Linked DNA regions of Canis lupus: region 1 is linked to region 2. A link is a contact called in public Hi-C data. All regions are on one chromosome and are shown on one strand. Each heading gives the region's core, a stretch centred on a gene start, on an enhancer-like site or on the middle of the called end of the contact. The rest is flanking DNA. Distances are from core to core; before and after follow the strand shown.

Region 1 (5,876 bases), core at 2,051-4,550, 110 kb before region 2:
TCGCTGAGCCACCCAGGGATCCCCCTGGTTTATAGTTTTATTTTTTGTACCATCTCAATCCAGACAGATATCAGGAATATGTTAGTCACATAGAAGAAATTAAGAAGCTTTCCCTTTTGTTTCTGTAAGTTTGGGAACAGTAGGGATAACATGGAAATTATCTGTTTGATAGAAGTTTGGTAGATTTCACCCAGAATACCATTTGTGCCTGATGTAGTTTTAGTGGCTACTTCTCTGAATAGCTTACAGATATCTGCTATGGGTTTTTTTTTTAATTTTTAATTTATTTATGATAGTCACACACAGACAGAGAGAGAGGCAGAGACACAGGCAGAGGGAGAAGCAGGCTCCATGCACTGGGAGCCCGACGTGGGATTCGATCCCGGGTCTCCAGGGTCACGCCCTGGGCCAAAGGCAGGCGCCAAACCGCTGCGCCACCCAGGGATCCCAAGACAGAGAATCTTAATTAAGCAGGCTCCACGCTTGATCTCACAACATTCACAAGCCCGAGATCATGAACTGAGCTAAAACCAAAAGATGGATGTTTAACCAACTGAGCTGTCCAGGTGCCCCAGTTCATTATTTTTAATCTTGTTTTCTAATAAAAATATTTTGGTATATTGTCACCAAAGGTGCCAACTTTGAAAGATAACACACATTTGACTGTATAAGTTCTGGTTTATTTGTATATAAAAGTAAACTTTTTTGTTACTTTGCATCCTTCCCTTGTAATAGTACAATTAAAAACACTGTTTAATGGCTAATATAAAAAAGTACAGCAAATATATCACAGAGTCCAAAATGTCTGGAAATACAGTGAAAATAATGTGTTTATTTCAGCTTTTTCTTCAGATGAGCAAGTAGACTAATTGCTTTAAAATTAGAGGTATCTCACAAAACAAAGTTGTCTAGAGGTTGAAAACATTGATCATAATATTTGAAAATAGAATATTTTGTTTCATAAATGTGTTTGTTTATGACTGACACAGTTTATGTCTGACTTTTCATGCAGCTTGTTCAACACAAAGTAACACACACATATATGTATATATATTTATACAGTAATATTCTGCATTGGGGAATGGAGACTTAGCAAAATTATAAAGAAACCATGTCCATCACAAATTAGAACAAGGCAGCTATACAGTCTCCATGCATTTTAACATGTTGAGCATGCTCCACGTAAGTAAGCTTTCCGTAACTCATCTGGAAGGTCTTGGAAGGATAAAAATAGACTAAATATTCAAAATTTCCATCCATTGAGTTTCCTGCTTTTGCCTACATCTCAGTTGTCAGTCTAGGTCTTGGCTCTTGCTCCACTCAGGGCTTCAAGAAGACCTGGAAGTGGTGGAAGCCTTTTACACCATAAATATTCAAGCCGCCAGGTCATTGAGGCATAGGCTCCCCCTGCCCTGAAACAGCTCCTCTCCTATTCTTCTGTTGGAGTGGAAAAAGCAAAGGAGGGAGGCTGTATGAAGACCCAGAAGCCAGGATGACAAACCTGTGGGATTTAGGAGGGGGTCATAGGTTCCTTTTCGAGGAATGTCAGGCTTACAGAATCCATGGGGTCTCTGCTGGATTGCATGTCAGATTACACTTGGTCAGCCTTGTTCATTTGGGAGACTCACTGTGGATCCCACTTTTTTTGGCTTTTAGAAATAGATGGAGTCTTGACAGTCACCAGGCACTTTTGTCTGCTTTCTATCATTTTAGTTACTTTATTTCCAAAGCAATCCTTAGAAGAAATAGATGGAAGTGAGTTTCTAGAAACAATATGACTTCTGTTCTTTATATTTGGATGGCAGATTTCCTCCTGCCTAGCACTACTGAGTGGAAGTCTGAGGAATTCATTCATTTGTTTATTCACTTATGTTGGTCCTCAGATGGCAGTGAAGGAAGATGTGGTGTTTGTTGTTATAGACACTGGGGAAGATCACCAATAGGCAAATTCTTATGCAGATAATAAATTGTGATTATGACCAACGCTATAAAGAAGTAGTAAAGGATGTTATGGGAGTGTTGAATAGGAAGACCTGGTCTCCACTGGAAGGGTCAAGAAAGCCTTCCTGGGGTAATGACTTACTTTTGAGATGGTAAGGATAAGATGAACAGAACTGCTAAAAGAAAGAAGCTAAGTGCAGAGTGTTAGAGCGGAAAGGAACCCAAGATACCATCTAGTGATGTCCAATCTTTACATTCCAGTCAGAAAACTGAGCCTTGGGAGGTAAAGGGATTTGCCTAACTAAGCTTGCACAGCCTGATGGCCCCAGGGCTAGAGATACAAACTCAGCATGTCTTTCTTAGGTGGGTATAAATAGAGAATGCCAGGCTTCCTGCATGGAGCCTGCTTCTCCCTCTGCCTGTGTCTCTGCCTCTCTCTCTCTGTGTCTCTCATTAATAGATAAATAAAAAGGTGGGGAGGCACCTGGGTGGCTTAGTGGTTGAGCGTCTGCCTTTGGCTCAGGTCGTGATCCCGGGGTCCCCGGATTGAGTCCTGCATCAGGCTCCCAAGAGGGAGCCTGCTTCTTCCTCTGCCTATGCCTCTGCCTCTCTTTGTGTCTCTCATGAATAAGTAAAATCTTTAAAAAATAATAATAATAATAAATTAAATAAATCAAGAATGCATATAGCTAGAAGAAGGGACTTAGAGATGGGAAAAGCAGGTAGGTCTTAAATTCCGTGCTTACTCTTGTCAGCTGCAGAACTACTTCCTCAGGTGGGAGAGGAATTTAAAGAGGGTTGGAATCTGCCCTATCCTAGAGAAAGTCAGCTTGCTAATGCCGCAGCATGGCTTTTATTTGGAGTCAGGGAAGGACGTACCGAACACATATACACCTGAAACAATAAATGTGGGCTTCATCTGGGAAACCAGTCCCTATTCTGCTTCTGTCTAGCTGTGTGATTTAAGTCACTTAATGTCTCTGAATTGCCAGTTTCAGTTTATACCTGGGTATATCTCCTTTTAGTCTTCTCCTATGCATTTTAGGAGCTTGTCAGAGATCAGATGTGCCCTGTATTTCACCTTAATCTTTAAAAACTAGTCTCTTCTTTGGCTAAAACATTGTTTAAGCCCCCTTTTAAAGAGCAGTTTGCCAGCCCATGCTTGCCCAAACATCTAGAGAATAACTGCAGCAAGCAATCCAAGCTCCAGGATCTGCAAGAATCGTTAGCAACTGAGCATATTTCTATAAACCAATAAAGGTTTTTATATTTTGTTCATCTGTTACCCTTATGCTGTTGCCACTTTCACATTCACTGTGTGTAGGCGGAGAGTATGAGATAACAGCCTTTCACAAATGAAAGTGAGTGGAAAAGGGCTGCTTTCCCTTTAAGGCAGTTTCAACCCCAGCTCCCTCCCCTTTCCTGATTGACAAACCTACCCGAAGTCACATGATCCGCCTCTATTTGAAGGTCACAAAAAGCTGCTTCCTTTAGAGACAGAGGGGGAGAGAGAGAGCAAGAGGGAGAGTGAGTGAGAGAGAGTTAGTTCAAGCCAAAATGGCCGACAGAGTCTCTGCTGGTTTCTGAATATTTAAAATACAAAAAAACAGATAGACAAAAAGAAATCATTTTTTGGACCTTTTTTCATTTCCATTTCTACCTTGTATGCCTCAATTTGCTGGATTTAAGCACTGCTGCACTTTATGAGGTTGGTAAATATTTTCAATTTTTTTAAACCAATTGATTTATATGGATCTTGTCTAACCGTTTTCACTAGTGCTGTTGCAAATGGACATTTGTCTAGCATGGAGACTGGCTTCAGACATTTCGTGAATCTGTGTAAATCAGACCCGTGATGTACTTTTGGTTCGGCATTTTAGAAATGGAAAAGCCTTGCTAGAATATTTAAAATTTGAAGTGATTTAATTGCACTTTTAATTTGTATGCAGATTTTCATCATCATTTCTGTCTTGCAAATAAATGAAACTACGAGTAACTGGAAAATTGATATTTAGAAAGAGGTTTTTTAAAAAAACACAGACCTCTCCCTGCCCCCTTAAATCTGCTGCAAAAATTTGCATAAATATAAATGGGTTTGCATTCTTTCGGCTGCTAAGGCCGACAAAGGATCTGGGAGGGCAAGCAGTACCACGGGAAAGCGCTTTTTTTTTTCTCCCCCTTAAAGCTAGGCCATCCTTCCTAGAGAGATGTAGAACCTAAAATAAGACCTGATACATTTTAAACATCAGGCTGGGGGCGAGTGAACACCAGGAGGTTTGGGGTTTGTAGATTCCCCTGCTTGAAAACCTCCCAAGCAATGTGTGGATCACCCCTCTTCTGCGCGCGCTCATTTGCACTGGGTCTCTGTGTGTGTTCTCAAATGTGCAGCCAGATGCGCTTTTATTTTGATCGTGGTTTGAACCAAATGGCAGGACTGTCTTGTAAACATGGTGTTTTGAAGATCGAAACAGCTATTCACCCCATTAGGAATGAGTTCTTTATCAGCTTCTCCCTGTAGACTGGCCTTCTCTGTTTCTCACAGATTACAGTTTTTGTTTAATTTCACACAGATGACCTGGGCTTTTCAGCACAAATTCAGCATCTGTGTGTGTGTGTGTGTGTGTGTGGCTGCCTGTTTGGGCCGTATATCCATTGTTGAAGTGGTCATTTAGGGTCACATAAATAGGTAGCTGTATGTATGTGTATGTTAGTTACCTCTGAAACCGTGCGGTGCCCTCAAGTTAAATTCCATTACTCCCAGTCCAGGATTCTAGGAAGCCTGGGAGCAGGGAGGGAAGAAAGCTGAAAACTTGCTTTCTCAGAGCCACCTCCCCCTATCATTGTAAGAGTGTGATGTAATGCTTCTCTTCTGGTGGGCTGAAAGGATCGTAGTTTGTGATGTGGCGGGGAAATTGCCCCCACCTCTGAGTAAATTACCCCACCCCCTCCGCACATCTCTGGCTCTAAGAGGCCTTGTTTTCTTTTCTTTTTTCTTTTTTTTTTTCCTAATTTCTATCCTCCTGATTTATGCGTGGCATACTGGCATGAGAAAGAGACTGTTCTTCTAAATCTGTTACAAAGTATAGTTTAGAAAGGCATTTAAAAGATGCAAATAGGTGGAATTGTCATATCCCCATCATTAAATATGTAGACTTGGATTAAAGCTAATTAAGCATAAATGGAATAATTTTGATCAGAAGGGAGCAGTGTTTTTGTTTCCTTTTTAATTAATCTAATTATAAGATGCTTGCTGGGCCTGCAAGTGTTAAAAAAAAAAAATGGAAGAAATGCTGGCCCGTTTTGAAAATTTGACAGTCTGGAAGAGGGTGTGTAGTGCTTTCAAAAGCTTTATTCACTGTTCAAATGGATTGGCCCCTTGTGCTGAAAATGGCCTGTTTCTTTGGGTCAATTGTGTGTAGATGAAGGGACTTTCACGCTAATTTAACAAAAAGACTCTGCATTTGAATACATAAAGATAATTAAAGTTCTCTGTCTCTAAAGAGCAAGTATTTTATTATTTTTCTAAAATTAATGTTATTATATTAGTAATGGAAATAAGTAGAAAAGGGACAATTTAAATTCAGTGTACATTTTTTGGTGATACAGGTTCAGCTTTTGTGTAAGAGGGATTGGAAACATTACATTAAAGAGGTAGTCTGGAACAAATTTGTCTCTTGAAAAATTTTTTTTACAGCTTGAATGTAAAGGAAAGACAGAAATTATCATAGTGATAGGGAGTGTTGCTTTGTGGTGGACCTAAGGAAAAATAGCTCTCATTATTGTTGTTTTTTTCTGAAAATGAAAGCGCTCATTTGGGGCTTTACTTGTTAGATGATTCATTTTACACCCATTTCCTAAGTTGGCCTTATAGAAGAAGAGTGAGAAAAACCTAAGCTTTCCATGTTATGCCATTAGCTTGTTTTTGTGGACTGTGT
Region 2 (5,768 bases), core at 2,958-5,457:
TCTTATAATCCAAGATTTTTTAACTAATTGATAAAGAAAATGAGTTAAGACTTTTGAGCAAATTTATGGTTCTTGGTTTCTTAGGTGCTCAAAAAGCCATCTTTTTGATATCTAGTCTAGAATCTAGCCTAGAATTGGTACCAAGTTCATCAGTGTTTAAGCCACTTTCTTTATTGTTTCAAAAATTATTTTAAAAACTTCCCCATTCTCCCCACTTCCTTGTTGGGGAGAGGTGCCCACCTTGATCATAATACTCTGGGCCTCCTGCCCTTTCTTCCTGGCAGCAAACCTATAGGGAGGGTTGCCCCATTCTAGTTACTGCTGGATACGTTTGTAATTCGGTATCAGGAAGCTTGCATTCTCCAAGATCAGCTTTCTCAGTAGTAAAGGGGATATTTTGGCCCCACATGCCTTCATCTTGTCTTAAAAATTCATGATTTCTGCAAGAAAGAGGAGGGGTTATTATTAAACTCCCCTTGAAGATCCCCAGACTTCCTCAAAGATCACAGAAGGTCTTGGCGATTCCTTTCACAAATTCTTTGTCTGTTGTAGGATTTAATTTGTCTTAACCCTTTTGGTTGAACGTCTTTGTTCTTAACAGAGAAGACAAAAGCCGTAAAAATTTTATTTTCACTTAATTTAACTTAATTTCCATTTAATCATTTAATACAAATTTAAGTAGTCTAAAGCAGTGATTCTTTTCCTAGTCACCAGAACCACACTAAACCAAACTCTGAAGGCTCTTTTAATCTGCCTGTTGTTTTGCAAGTCTCCATTTATTTTATGTTGCAATCCCCCAACACGACTTACACATACTCATCCTCGCTTGCTAGCCTTACTTTCCATCTTTTGAAAATACCCCTTTAAAGTTTGAGTCATCAGAAAGCTTTCATCAGAAGACCCACTGGGTCTTCCCACTGTATCTTTCTTTAGCATAACAGTCAGAGTTAAATTAATGCTTCTGAGTCACCATCTCTGCCACATTCTCAAGAATACTTGCCTACCTTTCCTTTGATACTTTCTAGTCTAGAAACATCAAGGTTTAAATTTCCTGTCCAGGGCTTACCAACTCATTTTATTCCAAGATTTCAGCCACTTTCACTTAACCTATCAACGCCATCATTTGGGGAAGTATTTTGGGTTAAAGTAATAGTTTTCCCAGCTGTTTCCTCTCTACTCTCTAAGAGATGCTGAGGGTTGCCAACCAGTGAGAACACTTGTTTGATTTTCTGTTTTAACAGTTGGACACCTAGCAGATGTGAGCTCAGAGCAAGCACACCAACCCTGTGCATTATGCCTTTGCACCAGTTTTATGGCCAGCACGAGGGACTTGGTATTTAAAAGAAAAAAAAAAAGTAAAAATTTTAATAATAGTCTTTAAGCACCGATTATAGGTTGAAACGATAATTTAGATATATTGGGTTAAATATATATATGTTATTGGGGAGCCTGGGTGTCTCAGTCAGTTAAGTATCTGCCTTCAGCTCAGGTTATGATCCCAGAATCCTGGGATCAAATCCCATGTCAGGCTCCCTGGGGAAGCCTGCTTCTCCCTCTGCATATGTCTCTGCCTCTCTCTTTGTGTTTCTCATGAAAAAAAAAGTAAAATATTTTTAAAAAATTAAATATTTTTAAAAATTAAATCTTAAAAAAAATAAGGTAAGTTCTAAGATCATAAAATATATTACAATTCAGCCCAGCTGCTTAAATATAACAGAGGAGAGCAAAACCTATTTTAAAATATGATAGAAAAAAAATAAAAAATAAAATAAAATATGATAGATTTTAACTGATAGTAAGCTAGTGTGAGAGTTGGGAGTTAGTATGCAAGCATCAAAAAAACTGAGATCTCAGTCATTGTTAATAAAAGTCTGGCTTTTAATAGTAATGCTAAGTTAGTGATGGTCAGGTCTACTTGTTATTTGACTACTCTAGAAAATGACTTTCTATCTGAGCTCTCCATTGAGAAATTGGATGAGATATGCATGAAAGAACTGATCGTGTTTAGTCTGAAGATGAGACATAAGGAACTGTAATTGTCTCTAGACATTTGAAGAGCCACCCCTGTGGAATAATATGAGCATTTATGGAGTGTATTTCTAAGCCTTTGTTGTGGATTAACTCATAAAATCCTTAATCACTAAAGTTAATATTATTTTAATTTTGGAGATAAGGAAAATGGAGGGGCAGCCCCAGTAGCGCAGCGGTTTAGCGCTGCCTGCAGCCCAGGGTGTGATCCTGAAGACCCAGGATCAAGTCCCACGTCGGGCTCCTTGCATGGAGCCTGCTTCTCCCTCTGCCTGGTCTCTGCCTCTCTCTCTCTCTCTCTCTCTTTCTCTCTCTGTCTCTCATGAATAAATAAATAAAATCTAAAAAAAAAAAAAAAAAAAAGGAAAATTGAGGCCCAGAAGGGCTAAGTAACTTGTCCTGAGTTGCTCACCTTAGAAATGGCAGCCCGTGCAATCAGCTTCCAGAACTAAACTCGACCAGTGTGTGACGTGCCACCCAAAGATTTTGTTTTCCATGGTCCCAGCTGATTCACTGTGTTCAGAGGATGAAAGTGCAGGGAAACTCATTTCAGCTCAGTGAAAACATCTTAGATGAGCAGTCCAACAGTGGGAGGGGGTCTTTTCTCTGTCCCTGAAGGTTCTGTAGCCTAGCCTAGCTCACTCCTGAAAACCATGAGAAAGAACCAGTTGAGTCATTTGGCCTTTTAGACTCCTTTACTCTGCAACTCTGGTATGAGAGGTCATGAACTGAAACTCCAGTGTCTCTTACTTACAGGTTAATATATTTTCTTATTTGTATAACAAAAATTCTTTTTTTTTTAAATTTATGTATTTATTTATTTATGATAGTCATCAGAGAGAGAGAGAGAGGCAGAGACACAGGCAGAGGGAGAAGCAGGCTCCATGCACCGGGAGCCCGATGTGGGATTCGATCCCGGGTCTCCAGGATCGCGCGCTGGGCCAAAGGCAGGCGCTAAACTGCTGCGCCACCCAGGGATCCCAAAAATTCTTGTTTTTTAAGATTTTATTTACTTATTCATGAGAGACACAGAGAGAAAGAGAGGCAGAGGGAGAAGCAGGCTCCATGCAGGGAGCCTGATGTGGGACTCGATCCCGGGCCTCCAGGATCAGGCCCTGGACTGAAGGGGGCACTAAACTGCTGAGCCACCCGGGCTGCCCCCAAAATACTTTCTTTTAGGCCTTTATTTATTAGCTTGGTGAAGTTTAATGTATTTTGTTTCCATTTCCAGTAACAATTTCTCAGGCAAAAATCATATTGTCAATAAAACTTTTTGTCTTCCAGAAGTCTTCCTGATTACAAATTCATAACTTTTATTGTAGAAAAATTGGAAAGCCTAAGAAGAGAATTTAAAAACTCTTTTTTAAGATTTTATCTTTAAGTAATCTCTGCCCACTACATGGGGCTCAAACTTATAACTCTCAAATCAAGAGTTGCACATTCCACCGACTGACCCAGCCAGGTGCCCCTAAAAGCTCTTACAATCTCAGTGCTCAGAGATTAACCACTGTTAACACGTTAGTGTATTTCTCCTGATCATTTAATATTTTTCACAAATAGTTTTCAAGGAAAACTGTTGATGCTTGCTTTAGATCTATTAAGACCTTTTTACAGAAAAAAAGAGTTTTATTTTGGTAAGTTCTGAAAGATGCTTTTTTTTTTTTTCCTTGCTAGGTTTCTGCCTCCATGCTCAAGCAGTTTCCCAACAGTGGCCTGAATCCAGGTCTTTTCAATGTGGGGCCCCAGTTATCTCCTCAACAGATTGCCATGCTGAGCCAGCTTCCACAAATTCCCCAGTTTCAGTTGGTAAGTGGCAGATTTTCCTCTTATAGCTAAAAAAAGATAATTTTCTTTTTTTCCCATTTAACTTTGATTTGCTTCGTTTTATGCATGCTTAAGTGTTAATATATCAGCTCAGCTAGAGGGAAATGCCACCAGTGGACCAGGAACTTGGTGGGACTTCCCCTTTAGACACTTGATTCAGCCACTGCACTTTGGTGCAGTACCCCATCGAGTGTCTCAGTAAGCACAGCTTAGGAAACTTTTTTCCTCTATCTCCTCCCTGTTTTGTAGGCATGTCAGCTTCTCCTGCAGCAGCAGCAACAGCAGCAGTTGCTACAGAACCAGAGGAAGCTTTCTCAAGCTGTGCGCCAGCAGCAAGAGCAGCAGGTATGCAGAACTGAAAGGGTCCCTCTAGTGCTCTGTGTGAGGACTGCAGGTCCACTTCACCTCTAAGAATAAAACATAAGCCACATGCAGTCTTTTCCTGGAAGGTGCAGGATGTTGGCTTATCTTGTGTCCATTTTCCCTCCAATTCCCCCTTGCCCCGGACTCCTGGCTTCCAGCTGGCTCGAATGGTGAGCGCTCTCCAGCAACAGCAGCAACAGCAGCAGCAGCAGCAGCAGAGGCAGCCTGGCATGAAGCACTCACCCTCTCATCCTGTTGGGCCCAAGCCACATCTGGACAACATGGTACCCAACGCTCTGAATGTGGGGCTCCCAGACCTTCAAACCAAAGGGCCAATACCTGGATATGGTTCTGGTAAGTTGTCAGTAATGAAAATCACCTTAAAAAAAAAACACCAGTTGTATACAGAGCCTCTGGTAGAGGTCGGTCCTACATTACTTCCTCTCAGCAGCCACACGAAAGAGATAAATATTCTTATCCCTGTCTTACAGCTGATATCCTAGAGTTTTGATGGTTTTCCAAACTCACCACACAATTAGTAAATCGCATAGCTACACCTCTGACTTCTTTGGGTCCGAAGCAGTCTTTTACATTTGAGGAATGGCAACCTGCTCTTCTACCACCAGAAATTTTTAAAAGCCAGTTAAAATGTTTGTACGCGCTGTGAGTGCCACGTGCATCTGAAGTTATAATCTCTTAAAATATGTACAAACTGAAGTATTTAGCCCTACTGATGAAGTTTCTTCTTATGGAAAAATGGGGAACTAAAATGAAGCTTATAAGGCAAACTGATGAATTCTTCTGATATTAGTATTTCATTTGAGTTAAATAGAATTAGCGCAAGTAAGGTTATACCTTTGACATTCATCAAGAATTTGTTGGCAGGCAAGTCGTAGCTCTTTCAGACCAGGGAACATGTTGTAAGCACAATCCAATCAGTGAGGCAACAGTGACTTAAAAATAAAATGTAAACATTTCAAAGATACCACACACCACAGCAGGTTCTCCTCAGAATGACAAAATTTAGGGTTTATTTTGGTAAAGAAGATACCGTTCTTGCAAACTCAAAAATAAGAGTGGAAGAGACCTGAAATCCATGCTCCTATGAAGCAGAGTGACCCTGGACACATGGCCCTGCTCTCTGCTCTAGTTTTGTGGGGTGTCCACATGCAGAGAGGAACAAAGACTTCAAGGATGCCATAAGTTTTAAGGTAATTAATTTCCAGATTCGCCAACAGCACTGTTTCTTTAAAATGATCTGCCTGAGAACTGACTTAAATTCAAAATAACCTTTCTTCCACTTGACATAAAAGAAGAGTGAAATCTCCACCATCTCCTGTCTTTCTAAGGCATGCCCATCTTGGGTATAGAAATCTAGGGTGCCAGGACGTCTGGGTGGCTCAGCGGTTTAGCGCCTGCCTTTGGCCCGGGACATGATCCTGGAGTCCCTGGATAGAATCCCACTCGGGCTCCCTGCTTCTCCCTCTGCTTCTCTCTCTCCATCTCTCTCTCTCCCTCTCTCTCTCCCTCTCCCTCTCTCTCTCTCCCGAATA

What was found. A called contact is a pair of places that touch in the nucleus more often than the background predicts.
Region 1: a contact with region 2 is called in a Hi-C map of blood, with 2.8 times the contacts expected there. The contact joins two enhancer-like sites. A contact is called at or near these places in 3 of 9 Hi-C or Micro-C datasets (amygdala, blood and liver).

What each region holds. Positions count from the first base shown.
Region 1 is chr10:25,933,360-25,939,235 of UU_Cfam_GSD_1.0, reverse strand. The region is part of intron 4 of TNRC6B (trinucleotide repeat-containing gene 6B protein); the gene reads left to right. Among named protein-coding and RNA genes, the nearest start is that of TNRC6B, 120 kb to the left of the region's middle. Within about 2 kb of position 3,300, at least 13 of the 20 cell types and tissues checked have an H3K27ac peak or open chromatin away from gene starts, as enhancers often do. A contact at or near this core is called in blood, where this site is marked.
Region 2 is chr10:25,829,205-25,834,972 of UU_Cfam_GSD_1.0, reverse strand. TNRC6B (trinucleotide repeat-containing gene 6B protein) reads left to right here. Exons shown (of 25, transcript XM_038550487.1): 15 at 3,703-3,834; 16 at 4,102-4,197; 17 at 4,374-4,569. Among named protein-coding and RNA genes, the nearest start is that of ADSL, 41 kb to the right of the region's middle. Within about 2 kb of position 4,207, at least 3 of the 20 cell types and tissues checked have an H3K27ac peak or open chromatin away from gene starts, as enhancers often do. A contact at or near this core is called in blood, where this site is marked.